2 separate regions of the Mus musculus genome follow, and region 1 is linked to region 2. A link is a contact called in public ChIA-PET data. All regions are on one chromosome and are shown on one strand. The core of a region is the stretch at or near the end of the contact, and the rest is flanking DNA. Distances in the headings are between cores, read along the strand shown. Region 1 overlaps Map7 (microtubule-associated protein 7). Region 2 holds the start of Map3k5 (mitogen-activated protein kinase kinase kinase 5).

Region 1 (5,949 bases), core at 1,676-4,175, 350 kb before region 2:
AGATCCAACTGTAAGGCATTTTCTCAATTAGTGATCAAGGGGGAAAGGCCCCTTGTGGGTGGGACCATCTCTGGGCTGGTAGTTCTGGGTTATATAAGAGAGCAGGCTGAGCAAGCCAGGGGAAGCAAGCCAGTAAGGAACATCCCTCCATGGCCTCTGCATCAGCTCCTGCTTCCTGACCTGTTTGAGTTCCAGTCCTGACTTCCTTGGTGACAAACAGCAGTATGGCAGTGTAAGCTGAACAAACCCTTTCCTCCCCAACTGCTTCTTGGTCATGATGTTTTGTCCAGGAATAGAAACCCTGACTAAGACAGGCATCTTCGGTTAAGGCAAGTCCTCATAGGAAGGAAAAGCCATTGCTAAGTAAGGCCAGAACATGACTTGCTCTGCCCGCCCTCCCCTCACTGAGTGCCCTAGAATCCACTTGCTTCTCCAGCTTGCTCCCAGAGCCTCCTGTGGCCAAGGCTGACGGAGGCAGGCTCATCCCTGGTGTCACAGGACAAGTGGGTGGAGGGTGTCAGGAAATGCCTCAACTATACTGAAAAGACAAGTACCTAAAATTCCCAGGAGAGCCCAAGGGGAGGTAAAATACAATGGCACAACGGCTCCTTTCTGTTAGCTCACCTGGTATTAAGTGCGCAACGGGCATCTCAGTAAAAATGCTTATGCCATTCAGGGTACTACTACAAACAACGTAAACAGTGACATTCCCGCCCACCTAGTTTTCCTGCTAATCCCTTCCCAAAGCCATCTTTCTCATGCATCTTAAAACATTGTATCATTTATTGAACAATTACTTAATGTGCTTAAGACTTTATCATTCGTGGCTGGAGAAATGGCTCAGCGGTTAAGAGTGTTAAGACCGTTAAGACTGTTCTTCCAGAGGTCCCGAGTTCAAATCCCAGTGACCACGAGGTGGCTCACAACCATCTGTAATGGGATCTGATGCTCTCTTCTGGCTTGTGGACATATATGCATCAGACCACTCATATATTAAAAAAAAACAAAAAAACAACCCAAGCACCAATTAGATGAGCAAGTCTTTCAAAAGGGCTGGAGAGATGGCTCAGCGGTTAAGAGCACGGACTGCTCTTCTGAAGGTCCTGATTTCAAATCCCAGCAACCACACGGTGGCTCACAACCATCTGTAGTGAGATCTGACACCCTCTTCTGGTGAAGACAGTTACAGTGTACTTACATAACAATAAATAAATCTTTGGGCCAGAGTGAGTGGAGGTCCTGAGTTCAAACTGCAGCAACTACAGGGTGGCTCACAACCATCTGTAACTACAGTGTACTCGTATACATAAAATAAATCTTTTTAAAAAGTCTTTCAAAATGTTGCATCAAGATATGTGAACTTACTGGCTATCTTTTTTTTTTTCTTTTTTTTTTTTTTTTTTTTTTGGTATAGAGTTTATTCAGGGCATGGGGAGGGGAGTTAAGAGAGTAATAGAGGCAGAGAAAGGCAGAGCTAAGGAGAAGTACAGGCCGGCCATGACCACATAGAGAGAGGGGGAAGGGAAGAGGGAGAGAGGGGGGAGAGAGCTGGAGCAAGAGAGCAAGGGAAGCAGCAGGAGTAAGAGAGTGAGAGCGGCTATTAAATTTACTATGCAATAGTGTGAGTTGTGGTGGCAGAGCCTGTAGCAGCAGGCTTGGAAGCTGAGGCTGACTGCCATGAGTTCAAGGCCAGCCTCAGCTAGACGCTAAGACCAGTTTAAAGAAATACATTTAAAAGTTGAAATTATAAACTTTGAATGTGAGCTGGGTGTGGTAACATACTGTACTGCCAGGCTCGGGAGGCTGAGGCAGGAGGATGATAGGTTTGAGGTGAGTCTGGGTTACAGTATGATACCCCATCTCAAACAACAGCACCCTCCCCCATTAAACCGTAAAAATGTTGTAATATTTAAACACATGAAATTTAACTTTTATCTTGCCCTGAGAGTTCCTTAGTGATGTGAAATATCAAATTATCACCCATGTCAACATCAGTGTTGTTTAGTATAGGAATATTACAGATTTTTTCCTCTGAATGTAGTTTGAAGGTGAAGCAGTTGCCAAGAAAAATTTAAGAGTCAAAATGCTTTAAATGAAGTCTAAGAATCTAGCAGATCTGGTGAGCTAATGACTTAATTAGAAACTTACAACCCTCCTCCAACCTCCACTCAGGGTTAAGATGCTGTTGCCCACTTCAACCAGGGTACCTAATTCACTGAGTCTTCCAGTCAGCAGGTGGATGGATTGTGTACATAGAGGGGACTGGGTCCAGCTCCCAGAGGCTCTGCTTGCTACTATGTATCCACGTGAGAAATTCAGTTGGTTTCCAGTAGTGGGGAAATGCCAGAGAAAGATAAAGCTTTCCCTGCCTATGATAGCTAGAGGCTCCTTTTGAAGTGATTGGAGAATGACCAAACTAGCCTACACACTGTGCAGTGGTGTAGACCAGAATCTATTCTGTGCTGAGGGCCACATTTGATCCCCAGCCACCTCACATAACCGTCGCACCCTACGGCAGGCTTCCTGGGGTGAGTGACCACAGTCTTCAAGGGCTGAACAGAAGAGCAAGCCTGTCACTGTGGAGCCCAAACTCGCTGTCTGGCAATGTGGCTCTTAACAAACTGTAAAGACGCATCTACATCCCCTGCAATTAAAACGTGGTTACTTAGAAAGGCTTTAGTGGTTAATGAGCGTAAATATCAGCTCCAACATATAAACATAAAAAGACAACTTAGCCAAAGTACAATGATGATTTTGAATTTTAAATAAACCCACTCCATATACAAGCATTCCCACATCCTTGGAAATGGCACTGAAGTCAGGTGGGGAGTAATCTGAAGCCTCAGAAATCAATCATGGGGCAGAGGTGTAGCTTAGAAGTGGGAAGATTAGTCTCATGACGGAAAGAGGCTCTCTGTGCAGACAGGATGTGTGTGTGCCTGTGTGTATTTACCTGAAGGAAGTGAAACCACAGGAACCCTACGGTAAAACTATGTCAAACATTTTATTTGTATTTTATGTTTGGTAGATTTAAATAAATAGAACAAGTTTGCTGAACAGATTTTTTTTAATACAATATCTAGATGTATAAGGACAACCAAATAGGGAAACCCCACAAACTGATGTTTTAACAATGTTTTACAAACTGTTGATAAAGATTGTATGCTTGGATTTAAAAGAACCCCAATAGATGAATAAATAGTCTCACATTAAATCTTGTAGATTAACCAATTGCTCTTAGTATAAAACCAATACATCATAGTGGGAGGGATACACCATTGCCCTTGGCGCTCCTGTCTCCATCTCTCATTGGTCGTCTCGTAAGTGGGAAAATAAAATTGAATTTATATTAGCAAATGAAAGTGCAAGTTTATACAGCAGGGCTGAGCAGCAGGAGTGAAGAATGATAAGACAGGAGAGGCTGACAGTCCCTCTACACCAAGGACATCTATGTCAGTCCTTGTCCCCCAACGTCAACGTGACATCACTTATTTTTCATTGCTCTGAAACGAGCAGAACCAAATTCTTTGATCTAAAGGAATATTAAATATTTATTTCCCCCACATCATTTGTGATCACGTAAGGCAAAGGGAGAGAAGTCCTACCCTCACTGTGGGTGGCAGCAGCATACAACTTCAGAGCGCCTCACAGGGACATTCACGCTCCCACGGCGGCATGCGGAGACGTCTGCTAGAGCATGTCTGCACCCTGCCTTGTTTTAATTTATCTAGCTGAAAAAAAGCTTTTATAAACATATCACTTAAGAGGACGGCTGAGCCAGGCGGGGTTGGCGCACGCCTTCGATCTCGGCACTCAGGAAGCAGAGACTGAGTCCGAGGTCAGTCTGGTCTGCAGAGCCAGTTCTAGAACAGCCAGGGCTACACAGAGAAACCCATTCTCCAAAAAGTAGGAAAACAAAAACAAAAACAGAAAACAAAAAGGACAGCAAATTATTTTCTTGCTGTAAAAAAATGTTTACACATTTTCAAACTTGCCAGTGTAGTTCTGTAAGAGGAGTCTCAGAAGGCTGTGGCAGCAGGGTCTGCAGGATGCCCGCGACGAGCTGTGTTTACGAGAGCCAGGTAGTAATATTTAAACAATCCAATTTGTTTAAATACCTTCCGCTCACTCTGCCTGGAGGGCAAAGAGATACCCACTGTCAAGTGTTACATAGTAAAAGGTATTTTATTTTTGCTAATCTTATATACTGAAGTTTAAAAATGAAAAAAGATCTGTGTGATAATCACGCCTTGCCAGTCCATTTCTTTTTATAATAAAATGCTCTTTTGTGTTTTTAAAGAACAAAGAAAAAAAATTGATTTACTAAGAAGAAACACACTGGAAAATGCCATCTCAGGGTATCAGATTAAGGAGCCATCTCTTTCTGTTGGCGAAAACGATCAGGAAAGCTACTGAGTCTGCTGTCTTTAGCTGGCTTTAATACGTCTTTTAAAAACGATGGTCAGGAACTCTTTAGAAAACCAGAGGGAGGAGCTGCTTCGAGCGGAGCCTGAAGTTCCATTCATTGTAGAAAACGTTTGCTTTGGTTCTTTGGAGGAGACACTCATATAACTTCTACATGAGGAGACAGAAAAGAGAAGAGATTAATATGACCCATCTAAACTTGAATACCATGGCAATAGCTTATATTTATAAAAAAGACAAACCCACCATGCCTTTACAGATAGTATCATATGTAAGAGTAAGCCGCTGTGCTGTAGGAAGAACAGGTCAGTGGCAGAGCCCTTGCCTGGTCTGCACGAGGCTCTGGGTTAGTTTCCCCAGCACCACAAAACCACAACCAGACACACGTAAAACCAGGAGACTGGGTTGGGGTTCTTAAGCTTTTTAAGGGCAGTACTAGGAAAAGTACACACCCTTTCCACTCAGCTTAGGGAACATCACTGACTCAGAAATGCTATGCTTAGATAATTTAAATCCATAGCCTCTAAGAAAACTACATTCATTCGTCCTGTATCCTTAGTGTTCAATGCTTAGGGCTCCAAACTTTAGTGGAGGACGAAGGAATGTTTATAAATAAATGGTCACCCAAAGGAACAGTGTACCACTTCAGATGGGATCCTAGACTACTTCTTGGGGAAAGATGGTGGAAGGAAAAGGATGATTTAAAACCCAGGGAAGCAGAACGCCAGGTGGAAGTTTCTTCCTCCCTGCAGATATGGGATATGACAGATATGGGATATGAGTTTCTTCCTCGCTGCAGATATGGGATACGACAGATATGGGATATGTCAGGAAGCAGCAGATGCCGTGGTTCCACCACCACAGCACTAAGCAGGCTGCTTTGAAGGCTTAGCAATCCCAAGGCCAGGCCACAGGGGCTGTATGATCACCTTTACAGCCTACAAGATGGATTCCACTAAGGGCAATAATACCCCAGAGGAGAAAGAGAGACTGGTTCCTCAGGGGCCACTTCCTAGCTAAAGTTGTTATGGCTTCACAGACAGTTTGACCATAGTCCTCTCCTGACTCCATTTCAGTGTCTGGAATTTGGCGAATCTCTTCCTAGGAAGAGGATGAGGAAATGCTGATGACTGTGATCTGCTGGGGAGGGAGGCTTGCTGAGAGAGCGTGGGTGAGCTAGGCCTATCCCACTTATCCCTCACAGAGCTGAGATTATGTCATGGAGCTGGCAATGACCACTCATTAGGAAAATTTGATATGGCTATTTTGGCTAGCTATTGTTCTTTTTGTATGAAGACTTCAGGTCAACTTGTCTTGAGGACTATGTGAGAGAGGCCCAGACAGGCTCAGCCAGCATGAATATGGAGTAGAAGAACCTCAGAACTGCTATTCTATATGTGCTTTGTATTTTTAAAAGACAGTAGAAACATGTGGACCAAGGTTACCAAACACAAATGAGAGAAAAATGGCAAGAGAACCCTAGGCTGTCTGTAAGTACTGATGACCCATGGAAGAGGGACAAAG
Region 2 (6,223 bases), core at 905-3,404:
GCCTGGTCATAGGCCGGAGTGAGACAGAGTTCACATGCCTGCTCTCCTCTACCCTCTCTCCTTTTGCAGAGATGGTATTTGGAGACTAACAGAGGACAGCTTTGTTAGGAAACTTTCCTTCATATTAGCTGAGGGTTTAAGACTTTTTTTTTTCTGGACTCCTAGGAAAAATAAGCCTACTCTATCATTGCAATAAAAATAAGCTCAAGTTCCTATTTGGCTTTTTTCCTCTCATATCATTTGGTTCTTTGAAGCGTCTTCCAAATTATAATCCAAAAATAAGAGTGCTATAATTTTTAGAAAAGTTATGTTTATGTAATTTTTATAACTAGCCACCCCAAGAACCAAGCTATAATATATTAAATTCATGTTCAGTTATGAAGACAGACTGTTTAAAAAATACCCAAACCAGAAAGTCTCAGTTTATTTAGTCTGGCTTTCTTAACATGAAGTTCTTCTTGTTCTTAAAATATTCAGCTTTGGCTGAATTCCAAAGCAGACATAAGCCTCCTTCAGGTGTTTTAAAGAGGCTGTAAGAGAATTAGATTGAAGTACAAAACCTTGTGATCACAAATGGGAGAAGCTCACTGTGTTTGAAGACAAAAACCAGGCTTCCCACCACCACGATTATAAAAATTAGCATGTCTATTTACTTGATCCCATTGGATTTCAGTAGCACACAACCATTCCTAACATTTGCTGACAGACGGCTGGCTAATTGCTTTAGTCATCAGAACTCTCTTAACAGTTTTTGAAATCTGAAATGGACTAAAAGGGAGACATTCCGGTGGATTACATTAACAATCACTTTAATAGTCAACCGAATCTGTCATTAAAATTGCATGGGAACTCTTTAAACCATGCCAAATTATAAACTCTTCCACTCACCACAGTATCTGAGGTAATTTTTTAAAAAAACAAACAAACAAACAAAAAACAAAACAAAAAAAACTGGTTCTTTGGGCAAGATTCTAACAAAGATCACACACATTTGGTGTGTTTCACGGTGCTTTTACTCCAACATATAGTTATTTGACCGTTCAAAGTAGTAAGAGAATGGGAAATTGAAGCCACCAAAACTCGAAGGTGAAATGAGTTGGGGAAGGTCAGGCCGCGCTTTGAAAACTCAAACGAAACTCTGCACACAGCTGGCTGCTTAGCATAAGGGCATTTCTGTACTCCCAAGACTGCACAGAGAACAGAACATCACTTCAGTGGGCCACAGGTGTGTGTTTGCAAAAGCAAAACCTACCCACCTCCTAACTGAAGAGAAGTGATTGAAGCAATTATTCGCAATGGTGGGAGGAAGTGTTTTTCCGAGCCTTGTACTTGGACCCAGGGTCTTCGCTGCCGGATAATGAATAAATCAGCGGAGGATCTCCCGCACAAATACAGTCACTTGCACCAGCACACCCTCAACTAGGAGCGGCCGGCCTGAATAGTCCTGCAACCACTCTTGCCGCTCTCAAGGTGAGGCGTGATGTAAATAGGAAGCTTGCTTCCCGCCCACGAAAAACAAAACAAAACAAAAATCCCCCCCCCCCCCCAACCAAGACAGCCAGGAGAAACCGGCTGGGCAAAGCAACGAGCCGAGCTGCCACTCACCTGCGTTGTAAAAACGGTCCAGCACGGCGGTTTCCCCGAAGTCCAGCTTCCCGAAATGCAGGGTCTCCAGGGTGGCGCCCACCGCCTCGCACGCCTCCCGCAGGCTCTGCAGGGCCTCGCTCTCCGCCACCACCAGCTGCCCCTGGCTCGCCTCATTGATCACATAAGCCACGGTGGTACGCCGGCCGCCCCCGCTGCCAGAGTTGCCCCGGCCTCGGGTGGCGCTGCTCCCGGGGGCGGTGGTAGGGCAGCTGGTGCCGGGAGCCGCCGCGCTCTCCACGTTCCAGAAACTGCCCGGCGGTGGCGGCGGCGGCGGCACAAGCAAGGGCTGCAGGCTCGGCTCTCCCTCCGCCGCCGTCGCCGCTCCTCCTCCCCTCCGGCAGCTGCCGCCCTCCGGGATGGTGCAAAAGCCCACGGACGCAAAGGGCGGCACGGAGAAAGTGATGCCCTCGCCGGCTTCGGTGCCCATCTCTGCCTGCCGGGCTGCCACGGCGGCGACCCCGGAGTCCCCAGCCCAGACGCACCGTCTGGCTAGCCACAGCTCCGGGCTGCTCCGCGCGCGCCGGGCTAGGCAGCTGCCATCGCGCGCCGCGCCTTCACCGCCCCGCCGCCGCCTCCGCTCGGGCGCCCTGTCCCCCGGGGCCACGCCGCTGCCCGGCGGCGGCTCGCCCCTCCTCGGCGCCTCCGTGGCCACGCCGCTCGCCCGCTGCAGGGTGGAGAGTCCACGGGGTGGGGACGCCGGCCGCGGCGAGCGGGAAGGGACAGAGCTTCCTCCTCTTGGCGGGCGGACGAGTCGGCGGCCAACCTGCGCAGCCCGGCTCAAGGGCGCCGCGCTCGGGGAGCCGCGAGCTGTCGCCTGCCGAGCGCGGGCCGGGCGAGGGCGCCCTCTGGGTGCCGGCGCTACCTGGAGAACACCTTACGCGCGGTGGGCGGGCTACCCCGAGCCGCGTCCCGGAACCTCCGTGGCCGCTCCCGAAAGGATCCGCCTCTCTGCTCCGCAACAGCTCCCTTGCACCGACTCCGTCTCCTCCACCACCACCTCCTCCTTCCTTCCTTCCCTTCCTCTTTCACCGGTTCGCCGCGCCCTCCGAGTCCCAGCGACCGTCTCGCAGCCGCCCGTCCTCTCGGCTACCCGCCTGTGGCCGCCCACTCGTTGCAGCACAGAGAGCCAGGGCCCGCCCCTGAGGAGGGCGCTGCTGGGAAGCTGCAGCCTGGACCGAACCCACTGCTCCGGGACCTCAGAGAACTGGGAAAGAGGGCTGAAACCCTGTGCGCGCCTCGCTGCGGGACGGCGCAAAAGAAGAGTCTCTAACCCGCACTGTCCCGGTCAGCCCGCCAGGCGTTTGCAGCGCTGGGCGCAGCCACCGCGCCTCGCTCGTTCTGGTCCGCTCGTGGGCAGCGCGTGGCGCTGGATGCACCGTGGCAACACGCGTGCCGAGAGGCGGGAGGATCCAACAAGCGCCCTACAGCCCAGGCCTCAAATGGAAAGTGGTTTATAAGTGACAGGGGCGCTAAATTTAGAAGTGGTCGGCTAAATTTATCGTGGCAGCCGCTGGTACTTTTCATTGTAAAATTTCCAGTTGCTTACGCTGTTATCGTTAATGAGTAATTGATTGGCTCCATTGCCGAATGACTTAATACTCTCATATATCATCTTAAAGTCACCCCTTCCTCAAAATGCCAGATACCTAAGATAGAAAATGCATGGGAAAATTATCATTCAGAGTTGAAAGAGAGAAGTTAACTTATTTCATTTTTTAAAACTGAACCATACACAAATGAAAAGGCTTGATTGCTTTAGTGTGATCAAAAAGCTCCCGCTTATTTTGGGAAGCAAAACCAGATGTGTAAATTCCCAGAGAACTCTCCCAGAATGCTGTAGGTCATGTCAGGAAAGCCAAGGCAAGCTGCAATACGTAAAGGATTTGGATTTCCTAACTTGAGGTTAGTAAGCCAAAATGTAAGAGGCAAAATGTAAATTGGATGTCAAACTCCCCAAAGCCTTACTTAACACAGTATTAAGTAAGGGGAATCTGGGGGCGAGGGACACATTCAGACCAGAACACTGCCCAATTCTTAAATTGTTACAGTATTTTATTGATAGTTTCCAAATAATAAGGTCCTTTTTGTGACTTTATTGTACTCCCCAAGCAAACTGTAAGTCTGGGAGATTCATCTGTCACTCCAGTTCCTTTAAAACAGTCACCTAGTTCATTTTCTACTGAGTAGCAAGGTAGCTTTCAGTTTATAAGCAGTAAGCACACATCAGCAGGCTGTTTTTACACGTGCTTCTTAAATCTCCCCTGTTAGATGAGTCTGGAGGAAAAAAGCCACCGAGGGTCAACATGAGGACAGATTCCTTCCCCACCCCATTGCACCAGGCAAATTTTATACGTATTGAAAATGGAACTGAGTACTTAATACATATAAGGGCAAGCATTTTACAACAAAGGAATGAAAGTAACGCTGGGCAGTGGTGGTGCATGCCTTTGATCCCAATACTTGAGAGGCAGAGGCAGGCAGATTTCTGAGTTCGAGGCCAGCCTGGTCTACACAGAGTGAGTTCCAGGACAGCCAGGGCTATACAGAGAAACCCTGTCTTGAAAGACAAACAAACAAAACAAACAAACAAACAAACAAAAAAGAGGGATGAAAGTAACTTCAGGACTGGGATTCAAAAATCTAAAAGGAATGGGAAGGGAGAAATGGCTCAGTGTTTCTGAGCACTGACTCCTCTTCCAGAGGTCTTGAGCTCAATTCCCACAACCACATGGTGGCCCACAGCCTTCTTTAATAGGACCCTATGCCCTCTTCTGATGTGTCTGAAGACAGCAACAGTGTACTCACATACATAAAATAAATAAATCTTTTTTTTAATCTAAAAGGAAAAAAATTACAAACTGGATAACAAAATCTTTCCATGGCAAATGTAGTGTAGACAAATAAAATGTTATCTAATACGGTTATATCACAATCATGAGTTTCTAAAAGTAGGAAAAAGATAAAAACGTTTCTTTTTTTTTAAGGTGTGTTTTATTTGTCTGTCTTTAAGCATTTGCGTGTGAGTGCAGGTGACCTCAAAGGAGAGTGGGTGTCAGTCCCTGGGGCTGGAGTTACAGATGGCTGAGAATTGCTTGATGTAGGGACTGGGAATTAATTCTGGTCATCCACAAGCGTAGTTTGCAAGCTTAGCTAATGAGCCATCTCTCCTGCCCCTAAAAACATTCTTTAGAAAGAAACAAAGCCATATGCAATTCATGATCATGGGAATATAAGTGACTCTTGCATGTATAAAAAGAAATCCTACTCTATTGATAATGAAATATGTGCAAATTAAAATTTATAGTAATATAACCACATTCACTAAATCTATTGGCAAAATCCTGAAGTTTTCCAACACACTTTTTGAGACTGGATGTAAGAAAATAGACACTCTTATTTGTAGGCTTATTGTTTTTAAAACCTATTTTAATAAGGGTTCTTAAATGCTTCAACCTCCCGTATAGCCCACCAATCAAAGGTAGGGGAAAAAGATGGTTAATGGGCCTGTTTAGAAGTGTTGTGGATTGCCCTGATGCTGTTTGTATTTTGATGCTCATTCTGCTTCCTCAAGAGGGGCTGCCCAGGAGCTGGTGAGATGGCTCAGTGGGTAAGAGCACCCGACTGCTCTTCTGAAGGTCCGAAGTTCAAATCCCAGCAACCACATGGTGGCTCACAACCACCTGTAATGAGATCTGATGCCCTCTTCTGGTGTGTCTGAAGACAGCTACGGTGTACTTACATTAAATAAATAAATAAATCTTTAAAAAAAAAAAAAAAAAGAGGGGCTGCCCAGATGAGGAGTGGATCGAGTATGTACTCATGTGGACCTTCTCCCCATTTTAACTGGGCAATAAAGATGGCAGATACCAACAGTTGGGTGAAGGATAAGGTGGGATTTCCGGGTCCCAGGAGAAGGAGGAGTTGATAGAGGGGAAGAGGGGATTCGGACCAGGCTATGGGGTGGATAGGAAGTAGCAGACTTGTAACTCTGAGAACAGATAGTTTGTAGCCTCCACAGGCTCTGCTGAGGCTAAGGAGGATGGGGCAAGAAATTCTTCGACCAGCAGTTGTGTTATCTGGCTAGTTTTAAAATATAAAAGGCTGCCTGGTGTTTTCCATCCGAGTTAACTTAGGTGGGCCGAAGAAAGGGCGGTTGTTAGAGGCTTGGGAAAGCCAACCATGGGAACTGGGTGAGATGTCCATTGCTGGCACCGGCAAGGAGCAAGCATGCATCTTAAAATTATATGCAACACAAACTTAGTTCTTTGAAGTGATTCCACTCTTGGTTATCATTGGTCCAGTTCACTTAAATCGGCAGCAGTGGCTGGATCCAGGAGAAACCGAGAGGCTCCGCCAACGGGCGTGAGTCGGCTGAAGCAGCCAGAAGCAGCTTGAACACGTCCAGAAGTTCTTTGGTACATTTTTCTCTACAAAGTCACCACAAGCTAAGATCTGTGAAGAAAGCCAGGCGAACCAATGCCATACATATCATCATCGGCGTCAGTGAAGCCCAACCAATTGCAGAGCATCATCCATGCATTACAGTCTGTCTGCTGGGTTATACTAATACTCTTTC

What was found. ChIA-PET counts read pairs in DNA pulled down with a chosen protein or histone mark.
Region 1: a contact with region 2 is called in an RNA polymerase II ChIA-PET map of memory CD8 T cells, with 14 read pairs. The contact joins the enhancer-like site here to the promoter of Map3k5 in region 2. A contact is called at or near these places in 2 of 484 Hi-C or Micro-C datasets (the N1E-115 cell line and nephron progenitors), 2 of 115 datasets of contacts at active chromatin or transcription factors (extraembryonic endoderm stem cells and memory CD8 T cells) and 2 of 9 other capture datasets (adipose tissue and liver).

What each region holds. Positions count from the first base shown.
Region 1 is chr10:20,278,622-20,284,570 of GRCm38.p6, reverse strand. Map7 (microtubule-associated protein 7) reads right to left here. Exons shown (of 18, transcript NM_001358787.1): 18 at 2,981-4,575. The coding sequence ends at 4,565. The region is part of intron 2 of Gm48249 (a long non-coding RNA gene); the gene reads left to right. Among named protein-coding and RNA genes, the nearest start is that of Gm48249, 5.1 kb to the left of the region's middle. Within about 2 kb of position 2,925, at least 36 of the 459 cell types and tissues checked have an H3K27ac peak or open chromatin away from gene starts, as enhancers often do. A contact at or near this core is called in memory CD8 T cells, where this site is marked.
Region 2 is chr10:19,930,457-19,936,679 of GRCm38.p6, reverse strand. Map3k5 (mitogen-activated protein kinase kinase kinase 5) reads right to left here and starts at 2,154. Exons shown (of 30, transcript NM_008580.4): 1 at 1,606-2,154. The coding sequence starts at 2,074.